Linked DNA regions of Ovis aries: region 2 is linked to region 1. The links are chromatin contacts, called in public Hi-C maps. All regions are on one chromosome and are shown on one strand. The core of a region is the stretch at or near the end of the contact, and the rest is flanking DNA. Distances in the headings are between cores, read along the strand shown. Region 1 overlaps NTNG2 (netrin G2). Region 2 has its middle 22 kb from the start of RAPGEF1.

Evidence for each region. Hi-C and Micro-C count contacts between places; a contact is called where the count stands out from the background.
Region 2: a contact with region 1 is called in a Hi-C map of hypothalamus, with 8 times the contacts expected there. The contact joins two enhancer-like sites. A contact is called at or near these places in 13 of 16 Hi-C or Micro-C datasets (blood, hypothalamus, liver and 7 more).

Annotation. Positions count from the first base shown.
Region 1 is chr3:4,607,956-4,613,424 of ARS-UI_Ramb_v3.0, reverse strand. It overlaps NTNG2 (netrin G2), which reads left to right. Exons shown (of 11, transcript XM_042248034.2): 9 at 1,161-1,328; 10 at 3,191-3,325; 11 at 3,806-4,797. The coding sequence ends at 4,041. Among named protein-coding and RNA genes, the nearest start is that of TRNAE-UUC, 31 kb to the left of the region's middle. Within about 2 kb of position 3,459, at least 28 of the 54 cell types and tissues checked have an H3K27ac peak or open chromatin away from gene starts, as enhancers often do.
Region 2 is chr3:5,062,191-5,067,659 of ARS-UI_Ramb_v3.0, reverse strand. No RefSeq gene overlaps it. Among named protein-coding and RNA genes, the nearest start is that of RAPGEF1, 22 kb to the left of the region's middle. Within about 2 kb of position 3,434, at least 5 of the 54 cell types and tissues checked have an H3K27ac peak or open chromatin away from gene starts, as enhancers often do.

The DNA of each region.
Region 1 (5,469 bases), core at 2,210-4,709:
CCTGGCTCCCATGGGAGGTGTGGCCCAGGGCCTCATCTTGGTGGAAGCAAGATCAGGGACACGGGGTCACCAACAGTACTCCTTGGGACATCTGGAGGATGTCTCACCTTCTCACTGTCCCTGGAGGGACAAGGTGACGGGGACAGGAGGCCATGGGGCGAGAATGCCACCCAGCTCCTCCTGGGCACAGCTCGGAGGCTCTTTTCTTCAAGGTCTCCCACGTCCTTGACCCTGACACCTGGTCAGTCCTCCCTTCTCCCATCACAAAGAGAAGGGTGGCTCCTCTAGGGATACACAAATGGTGTCTCGCAAAGGGCATCCTTCCTTGTTCAAGGAGAGGCTGAACCCCTTAGGAGGGGACACCAAGGGATGGCCCCCATCTGTGGCAGGGAAGGTGACCCTCCTCACCAAACTCCATCCCCTTGATGATGTCATGGAAGCCGCCTCCAATCCCTGGGGGCCTCACCTCTGGGGATCACCCAGTGCCTCCAGTGAGAGTCAGAAGCTGGGCCAAGGCTGGCCTTGGAGGTCAAGGCACAAATCTCAGGGCACGTGCTGTCGGGGTCGTGCAAGAGCAGGCACTCTGCTGCCAAACACATCTGCAGAACAGCCCAGGCTAATAAGAAAGGGTCCTGCAGGTGGGGGTTTCCTTGAAGCGTCTTCCAAAGCAGCACGGGGAGGAAGTTCCTGGTCCTTCCCACCTCTGGCGTACATGCATGCGTCTGCCCCTCACTGAATCACTGGGATACCGTGGTGAGCGCCATGTACCCAGGCACCGCCCTCCCTGAGCTCACCACCCGATAGCATGACCCATCCTCCCTGCATGGATCATTTCTAATCACCCCAGCATCCCTCAAGGGAGCGCTTCACCCCGGTACCCAGCCAGGGCTTCAGCGGGTGCTCTCCCTGGTGCCCTGCCCTTGGGGCCAGGTGGAAATTTGTGGGCCGGGCCCATGCTGGTTCTCATTCTGGTTCAAAGCTAGTGGGCCCATCCCTCCCCAAACGGCACAGGAGTGTTGGAGGCCCGGGGCACCTTCCTGTGCCAGGTGCCCCCCCGCCCCTGCCTCAGTTTCCCTGCCTGCACGGGGGCAGGGTCGCAGGAAGGCCCCGTCTCCGTTTGCTCTCTGACCCTTGGTGTTTCTCATGCTCGGCCGGCCCAGACTGCGAGTGCTACGGCCACTCCAACCGCTGCAGCTACATCGACTTCCTGAACGTGGTGACCTGCGTGAGCTGCAAGCACAACACGCGGGGCCAGCACTGCCAGCACTGCCGCCTGGGCTACTACCGAAACGGCTCCGCGGAGCTGGACGACGAGAACGTGTGCATCGGTGAGCCCTCGCCGGCGCGGGGGGCGCGGGGCGCAGGGCGCCGGAGAGGCGTTAGGTGGAGTCTGGAGACCCCTGCACTGGAACCCCCGGGGGAGGCTGGTGGGGGTCATTGTCGTTCGGTCGCTCAGTCGTGTCCGACGCTTTGCAACCCCATGGACTGCAGCTCACCAGGCTTCTCTGTCCTTCACTAACCCCTGGGCTTTGCTCAAACTCATGTCCATTGAGTTGGCGATGCCATCCAACCATCTCATCCTCTGTCACCCGCTTCTCCTCCTGTCCTCAGTCTTTCCCAGCTTCAGGGCCTTTTCCAGTAAATCAGTTCTTCACATCAGGTGGCCAAAGTATTGGAGCTTCAGCTTCAGCATCAGTTCTTCCAATAAATATTCAGGGTTGATCCGGAAAAATTCCAACTCCAGGGCCCACTCCGGCTGGGTGTTTCTAAGGACAGAAGCCTCCAAAATCTGCTCTATTGATAAGCTCCCCATGTGGTTCTCCCCGCAGGCACTGGAGTTTCAGAACCACGTGTTCGAGCCAAAGACAGGGTCTAGGGCTTGCCTGGCTGTGTGGTGGTCGTGGTGGTTTAGTCGCTAAGTCGTGCTCGCCTCGTGCGACCCCATGGACTGTAGCCCACCAGGCTCCTCTGCCTATGGGATTTCCCAGGCAAGGATATTGGAGTGGGGTGCCATTTCCTCCTCCAGGGAGATCTTCCCAAGCCAAGCTGTGTGCCTTTCATCAACTCTCTTCCCCTCTCTGAGCCTGTTCCCCTGTTTGTAAAGTGGGATCAGGTAAAGGGTTGCCCAACCCTTCTGGGGGGACTGATGCTTTTCTTCAAATGCATCTTCTCTTGTGCTTTATAAGCCCTCCACACACCCCCGCCTCCAGTGAGCAAATGGTCTGCTTTCTTTACCCTCTGCGCCAGGCCTGGCTTTTGTGGTAAAGAAGGAAATAAATCTACAAGGGGCCCTGGACCCAGCCAGGGGCAAGCCAACCCCAAAGGTGGGCCCCATGGCCTGCAACCAGCACCCGCTAGACTGCAATGCTGTCCCCCGCAGAGGCCAGTTCTCAGCCCTGGGATGGCGAGCGCCCTTGGGAACCTCTCTGCCCATGCCCCGCCCAGCAGGCTGGCCCTGGCTGTGCAAAGCTGCAGTTGTCAGTCTGAATTATGGCAGCGGCCTTCAGATAATTTCATCAATTCTCAAGTGATCCCAAGGGAAGCGTGCAGCCCATGTCACACTGGCCAGCCGCGGGGGAGAGGGAGGGGCCTCTGGATCCGATTAGAGGCCGTCCTCCACCCCCACCCCAGCACCTCCTTTTTCTTTGCCTGCTGCCTCCACCCCCGGCCCAGCACTAGGCGACAAGGACACCCAGAGTGGAGGCATTTGCCTCCCCCAGCGGGCAGAGGCCCCAGGAAACCGACTGGGAAGGGGCAGGGTGAGGCTGGAGGCCCTGGAGGAGAGCTGTGGATGCCCGCTACACCTTCCCGTCCCCACACACAGCACAGCCCGCAGGTCAGATGTCAGGTGGCCTCGATGAGGCCCCGCCCACCTGTCAGTCACCGCTCTTTGAAGCTGGGGTGGATCAGCGCCCGCCCCAGTTAGAGAAGCAGGGAGATGGGCCCAGAGAGCGGAAAGGGCTGGCCCAGGCCACATAGCGCCAGGGCCAGAAGGAGGCGAAGGGGCTGCCTGGATGGGAGGAAATGCCGTCTTCCCTCGCGATCTGGACACCCCACGCAGCCCTCACCCCACCGTCCAGCCGCGGATGCGGAGATCCGGCCGGGAGGGTGGCGGGGTCTGGCGGGGTGGGTCCGTGCGGACAGCGCCCACAAGTCACCCTGATCACTCGCCGTGCGACTGTCGGTCCAGAGTGTAACTGCAACCAGATCGGCTCCGTGCACGACCGGTGCAACGAGACCGGCTTCTGCGAGTGCCGCGAGGGCGCGGCGGGGCCCAAGTGCGACGACTGCCTCCCCACGCACTACTGGCGCCAGGGCTGCTACCGTGAGTGCGCGCCCGGGGCGCGGGGCCCGGGGCCCGGGGCGGTGGGGCCTGATGCTGCCGGGCGGGGCCAGTGGGTGGGCGGGGCCTGAGGCTGCCGGGGCCTGTAGGTGGGTGGGGCTGATGCTGCAGAGCGGGGTCAGTAGGTGGGCGGAGCCTGACGTCAAAGGCGGGGTCTGGGTGGTGGGCGGGGCCTGATGCGACTGTGGTGTAGGTAGCAGGAAGGGAGCTGGAAGCAAGGGGAGCTGGGAGTTGGTTGGAGTTGGCAGGAGGCGAGAGGGCTTTCGGGGAGGAAGGGAGGCTGTCCGAGGAAGTGATGGGCTGGCGGAGACCCGATGTTAGCCAACGGAAGAGGGTGGAAGGGCGCCCCAGGTACTTGGACCGGCGCATCCCAGTCGCAGAAGCTCCAGCGCGGGTGGTGGTGGTGGTGGGTTCGGGGTGGACCAGACCGCCGCCCGCCTTAACCGCCCCTCCGCCCCGCAGCCAACGTGTGCGACGACGACCAGCTGCTGTGCCAGAACGGGGGCACCTGCGTGCAGAACCAGCGCTGCGCCTGCCCACGTGGCTACACCGGCGCGCGCTGCGAGCTGCCCCGCTGCGACCCCGCCGACGACGAGGGCGGCCTGGACTGCGACCGCGCACCGGGGGCTGCCCCGCGCCCCGCCACCCTGCTCGGCTGCCTGCTGCTGCTGGGGCTGGCTGTCCGCCTGGACTGCTGAGCCCCACGGAGGGCACCCCGGGCAGGGTGAGGGCCAGTCCGCGCGCCCTGTCGCGCCCTGCGCCCCTCGCCCGGAGAGCCGGGGGGCCCCGGGGGCCGGCGTCCGAGGCCTGGCGGTGAGAAGGGTGCGGCCTGAGCTGCTCCCAGGTGCTACTCAGCAGAGTCCTCCCGCCCCGTCCCCCCTACCCCAGTGGCACCTGCCCCCGCCCCTGCACGGCAGCGGGGGATGCTGTGGGGTCCTGGCCCCAGCGGCCTGCGATTTTGGTCTTAGTTTTTCTTTTATATTACCCACCGCCCCTTTCCTTTTTTTTTTTTTTTTTGCCGGCAGTGAGACCGAGGGTGGGGAGAAACGCTGCTCACCCCACACCCTCAGATTCTGCCTCCTGCCACACACACGACTGTTGCAGACACCCCCAACGCCTGTCCCTGGCTCACCACCAGCCAGCGGACCCAAAGTCCAGTTGCCTACAACTCTAGTCGCTGACAATTCTCTTTTCTATTCTTGGTTTTCCTTTGCAACCCACCAGACCCCAGGCCTTTCCAGAGGTCTGGTGACCAAGGAGCTCAGTGTCTGGGGACAGGGAGGTAGGACGGAGGGTTGGGAGGGCCGGACGCTTCCTTTTGCAGAGAACTATTCTTGTTTGTATCAGCTGCCCCTGTGAAGGGGGCCCCGGGCAGGGATGCTGGTCGCCGTTGGGGGGGGTGGTTGATGGTGTGTAATCTGACAGTAAAGAGTCTGCTCACTGCTGCCTCCGGGGCCTGTGTTCTTTCTGCTCTTTTTTTACCCAGCAACTGTGGAGGTGAAATGGGAATTCACAGAAAAGCCTTAAAGAAACGATTTCACTCTTTCACTCTTAAGGCCCATCTCTTCCCCAGGCCCCTCTGTGAATAACGGGCAGGTGTGGCCAGCAGAGCTGTCTCACTACGTGGCCAGGCCTGGCCCTGCAGTGACCTCTGATGTTCCCCAAACTTGGGAGGTTGTCTCCCTCCTTTCCCTAAAAAAAAAAAAAAAAAAAATCCAAAGTGTATTGGCACTTTTCCTTAGCTGTCCTCAAATTTAAAAGCACATGGTAGACAAGGATTTGTTGAGAAGTCCCAGGGAAGGGACTGGCAGAGCACGGAACAGGGCTGGACTCCGATAATTCTGTTTATAAACCGGTATCGGAGGGGGATTTCTATCAGGCCCCCTGGACCCTCAGCCTCAGGCCGTGTCTCAAGCTGGGGCCGCGGCCTTCCGGCGCCCCCTGGTGGCAAAGACCCACAACCCACCATTCTCCCCGCTTTCATCTTCCTCTTTCCCTCCCGAGCATCAGTAAGGGGACGGCCAAGGGGACCAGGGACAGCCTGGGAATTGTGAAAGGAAGCTCGGAAGAAAGGGGTCCATCAGCTTAGCCCTGTGCTTCTGAGGTGCCCGTGGGTCTCTTTCTGG
Region 2 (5,469 bases), core at 2,185-4,684, 450 kb before region 1:
TCATTTCTTGTAATTACAGGTGAATCTAGTTATTTCTAAATAAAATATTAAAAAGAAACCAACGTATTTAGACAATGAAAAGTAGGTTCCCCCCTTCCCCAGGAGCAGCCACTGATCAATTTCTGCGCCTCTGTGTTTCACTGACTGGATGTGCCATATTTTATTGCAGTGGTCCCCAACCTTTTTGGCACCAGGAACCAATTTCATGGAAGACAATTTTTCCATGGACTTCCAGGGGGATGGTTTCAGGATGATTCAAGCGCTTTATGTTTATTGTGTCCTTTATTTCTAAAGGGTTTCCCTGGTGGCTCAGATGGTGAAGAATCTGCCTGGAATGCAGGTGACCCGGGTTTGATCCCTGGGTCAGGAAGATCCCCTGGAGAAGGAAATGGCTATCCACTCTGGTATTCTTGCCTGGAGAATTCCATGGACAGAGGAGCCTGGCGGGCTATAGTCCATGGGTCAGCAGAGTCAGACACGACTGAGCGACTATCACTTTCATTTCACTCATTTACAACCTAATGCTGCCACTGATCGGACAGGAGATACCAGTCCGTGGCCCAGAGGTTGGGGACCCCTGCTTTATTGGGCCAATTCCATGCTGTTAGAGCTTACATTGTTTCTAAATTTACCATTACAAGCCATGTTATTATGAGCATCCTTGTGTATATGTCTTTGCTAGAAGTGACATTTCTGGGTCAGGAAATACCCGTATGTGGAATGTTGATACATGTTGCCATATTGTCCCCTAGAAAGATTGTATCAATTTATGCTTTCCCTTGATGGGTTTGTCCTCTGACTGCACAATCCCTCTGTCTCCTCATTAAGCCACACTTTAAGAAAGGGCATAGCCAATAAAAATTCCAGATAAACTTTATTTCTACATTACATACAATCCAGGATGTCAGAATGAAAACAAAGGCACATCTTCCTTATTTACAAATTCCTACGCGGCAAATGCATCAACTCATCACTTGGGCTGTTCTTTTTTTTTTTTTTTTTATGAAAAGACAATGCTCTAGATTTTAGAAAGATCAACCATTCCTAGCTTTGATATGACATTTCCTTTGGTCTTCACCTGACAAGTCTTGAAATCCTGTCTACCCTCACTTTCGCTGCTCTGAAAAGCAAACCATGAAGCCTCTCGTTTGCTAGAGGGGGAAAAATTAATTGTCACAGTTGTCCAGGCCCAGAAAGTGTGACTAAGACAACCCGAAGGTCAGTGCTAAAAGGAACATCCTTTAGGCTTGACAAAGTCGGTCCTGGGCCAGAGAGAGTTCACCGGCGGCTCCCTGTACTGTTCCTTATCGATTGGGAGGGCTTGGTCAAGCTACTTATCAATAAATGTGTCCTTGAGAGTGAAATGGGTGCAATAATAGTGACCAGGCTTGTAAGGCAGGGAGTGATGCCTTCACAGGAAGGATGGAGAAAGGAAGTTCCAAGTAAGAGAGATGATTCATAGAACATCAGCTGATCAAGGGAGAGGGCAGGGCTGGAAGACAGTGCTCCTGAATCCCACCCAGCTGTCGGGACTTCCCTGCTGGTGTAGTGGTTAAAGAATCCGCCTTGCGACGCAAGGGATGTGGGTTCAATCCCTGGTGGGGGAGCTAAGGTTCCACGTGCCGAGAGCAACTAAGCCTGAGCACTGTGACCACTGAAGTGCATGCACCCCCAAGCCCGTGAGCCGCAACTAGAACCCGTGTGCCGCAACGAGCGATCCCGCACGACGCAATCAAGACCCGACACGGGAAAAAAGAAAAAGCCAGCTGTCCCTAAAGTAACGCTGAGCCTTCCCACTTGTAAAGTTAAGGGAGGGAAAGTAAGTTGCTGAGTAAGCGCTCAAGAAATGACACAGCATGGTGATCCACAGGCGTGCCATGCTTTCACCGTTGTATCCATAAGCAGCCTGCTGTGTTGTAGACAGAAGGCTCAAACCCCCGCATCCTTTTCCCAACCCATGGGACTTTGGTGCTGTCAGTGTCCGACCCCGCTACCAAATGTGCCTTCGTGCAAAATCTGCAAACCAGAATCTGCACTCACAGCTTTTTTTCTTTAATTAAAATAGCTTTTATTGCCTTTTTTTCCATATTGAAAAAACTATAACACTTTCATTATAGGGGGAAAATGATGAAAATTACAGAGAAGCAAAAAGAAAGGGGCAAAAAGCCACCATCCTATTCTGCAGCTTTGAACTAGGAAATCAATTAAATATATTTCAGGAAAGGAAGCCATCTAGCAGGATCCTTTGGGGTTTTCAAAACAGTGAATAACGGCCAGCCTCCCCAGGATCCTGTCTGTGCTTCACACGAGTGGTCTCTGCGGGGCCCTACAGCCATCCCCAGGCCCCTCTGGCCTCAGAGTCCCACCCACCACTGCCCTGCACTGCCCACCACTCCTCCCCTCCCTCTGTGTCTGTTGGCTTTCATTAATGAAGCAGGATAATCTTAAGTGTACACCTTGATGACTTTTCACAAGTGTGTGCACCAGTATAGCCATCATCCAGAACAAAATCTAGAGTACACACAGCCCCCCCCCTTGCACAGGCTCCCCCAACTTCTTGGAGACAACTCCTATTCTGACCCCCACCATCACAGATTCACTTAGCCTGGTTTTGAATTTCATGTAAATGGGAAGTCTGGGTCTTTCCATTGCTCAACATTATGCCTATGAGATTCACTTATGCTATACATGTAGCCCCTTTTCATTGCTGCCAAATATTCCATCACAGGAACCTTATAAGACTGCCACAACGTAACTCATCCATTTTACTGCTGATGGACATCTGAGTTGTTTCCAGGGTTGAGCTATTACAGCTAAAGCAGCTGTGGACATGGTGCTTGTCTGTCTGTGGACAGAGGGTGTGTGTTTCCTGAGTCCAGGTGCTGATACAGGAATGGACATGCTGGGTGTATGCATGTATTCCGAGCTTCGGCAGGCACTGTCAAACACTGCCGCCAGGCGGTGCCTCAGTTAACACTCCTGCCTGTCTGTCCGCTTTCAGAATGTGCCGTGGTGACGCAGCTAATCATGAAGCTTACACTGTAGAGTTCCACTGCCACTCTAAACTCCATTTAAGGGACAGAGACACCGTATGCCTTGCAATTCTATTTTCCTTCTTCCCTATTTATGCCACCTCCACAGGGTCCATACATACACGCGCACGCACACACCCACCCTGAGCCAGGCACCTGAACAGGGATTCCCCGGTGCCCGTGATCCAGCCTGATTTCTAGCCACGCCCTCTCTCCAGCGCCTGCGAGGTCTTGTAGGCTTCTCCCACTCATGTCCTGGATGGGGGGATGGTGGTCACTGTGTGGTCCCGACCCCATAGCACCGGGCAACGGAACGTCTCTGCAGCTCTAGGATGTGAAGGGCAAGGGCGAGCGTCCCTCTGGACAAGCAGGGCTTTGGTCGGAATCCCGCATGGAGCCACTAGAGGGCGACACAGCCCCGCAGAAGCACCACCTGCCCGGCTCCACACTGAACAGGGAGAGGGGCTGGACGGGCAGGGACTGACCTGCCTTCTCGTACTCCTCGGGGACCCATCTGTCTCCCTCCTTCACACCGTGAGGTGGAGAGCTGGGGCCCTCGGATGGGCGGTGGCGGGTGGGCGGGGATCCAGGGCCCACTTGCCTCTTGTTCCTCCCCAGTTTTGGTTTTTGGGAGAATCACTGAATCCTTCTGTGCCTTAGTTTCCACACCTGTAAAATGGCAACAATAGTACCACGGGTGTGTTGTGAGGCTTCGTGCAGGTAATAAGTGTTAGTGACAATCGTAATAACAGTTGTCGCGGGCGCACTCTCTGCTGGAGTCTGTGTGGCTCTCGGGGCTGGTGCTTTAAAGCATCCTCTCCTGGAATCCTCACCTCTGCCCTCTGAGGACCGGGGAGGGGAGGGAGGGGAGGGAGGAGGAGCCGCGTCTGTGCCCTCCCCACCCTCACCCTGGCAGGTGCCCTGCTCCCGGCTGGCCTGCACACTTAGCTCCTTCCTTTCTGCCACAGCCCACCCCGGTCGGTGCTGCAATTATTCCTGCTGAGTGCAAGACTAAGGGGCCAGCTGACCCGGCCGAGTCGCAGGAGCCAGGTTGCAGGACTCCACGACGCAGTGAGAGTCGCAGGTCGACACTGGGCGGTGTCTGCCAGCCCTGGGGCATCGTGTGCGCATGTGGCTGTCAGCTCCCCCGGTGACATCTGTGCTGCTGTTATCTGAGGATACAAGCCCACAGGTGGCTCCCCGGGGCTCGCTGTACCCCCCAAACCTTGCTTCTCTCCCCATAGTGTGAGGAGGCAGAGGGAAATCTGTGCCCCTGGTAGGCGCCCCAAAAGTCCTGAGGCTCGAGGGACAGTGGGGTGGGGAGTCCTGTGGTGTCAAACCCGCCTCCCTACTTCCTGCCACAGCCACTCTTACAATCTTTGTATATTTTATTCTGGAAAAAGAGTTCTGATGCTAAAATTAACCGCCCCCCCCCAAATGTTCAAAACCACTAGACCAGGTTATTCTGGAGGTCCCTCAGAGTTCTAAATATTTTATGAAAACCTTTCTTGAACCCATTTCTATTTTTAGCTGAAAGTTCAATTTACCTTTGCCCTACTGAGTGCAGACTTCTTTGTCTTTTTATTATTTTTTTTAATCTTAAAATTTGCCGTCTTGCGTTGCAGGCATTCCCTACCCCCATATCTAGTCCTGGCGGCCCCAGCCCTATGCCTCCTGTTTTCTCATTCTGAGTTGGCAGCCTAACCTTACTCTCTAGGGTTCGTCACAAGACCACCATTTAACATTATCGATCTGGCCCTTTCCTAGCCCGAACTTGCAGCATTTCTCACAGAACAGCAACCAGAAGCCCACACAGCGTTCCAGGCATGGGGCACCAAGGTCCAGTGGAAGAGAATGAGGCCGGAAAGAGGAAAAAGAGGCTCACAGATACGTGCGCATTTGTTTCATCAACACTTTCTGATCGATGCTTCCTACCTTCGCTTTTGAATGCAGAGGTGAATCCATTCTACTTGAATAAATTCCACAATTGAGTAGATTTCATATCCCACCAGGGAATCAAGTCATGTGGCAAGAACGCCCACTTGCCCTGTAAATAAACTCTATTCCAGCCTCATCCGCAGCCCAGCTCTGAACGAGCACCTCACTCTTTCAGCGGGGACTCCTTCAGATGTCGCTGTCCTCTGAAGGACACAGTGTCCTTCACCACAGAGGCCCCCCCTCCACTCAGCCAGCATAAGAATGAGATGATCAACTGCATCAGCCAGTGATCAGTCCAGAAGTGCCCATCATGTGCCTTGTGAGGACCTCGCAGTGTTAGAAGCACTGTGGGTGGGGAGGCAGAAGAAACCAGAGTCTCCACACGCAGAGTGGAACTGCGCTTGAAGCTGACATGGCCTTGGCCTTGGGCGCTGCTGGGAAACGCAGCATGGGTGCTAAGGGAGGGGGCGGCTTAGAACAGCATCCGCATCGTTGCCCT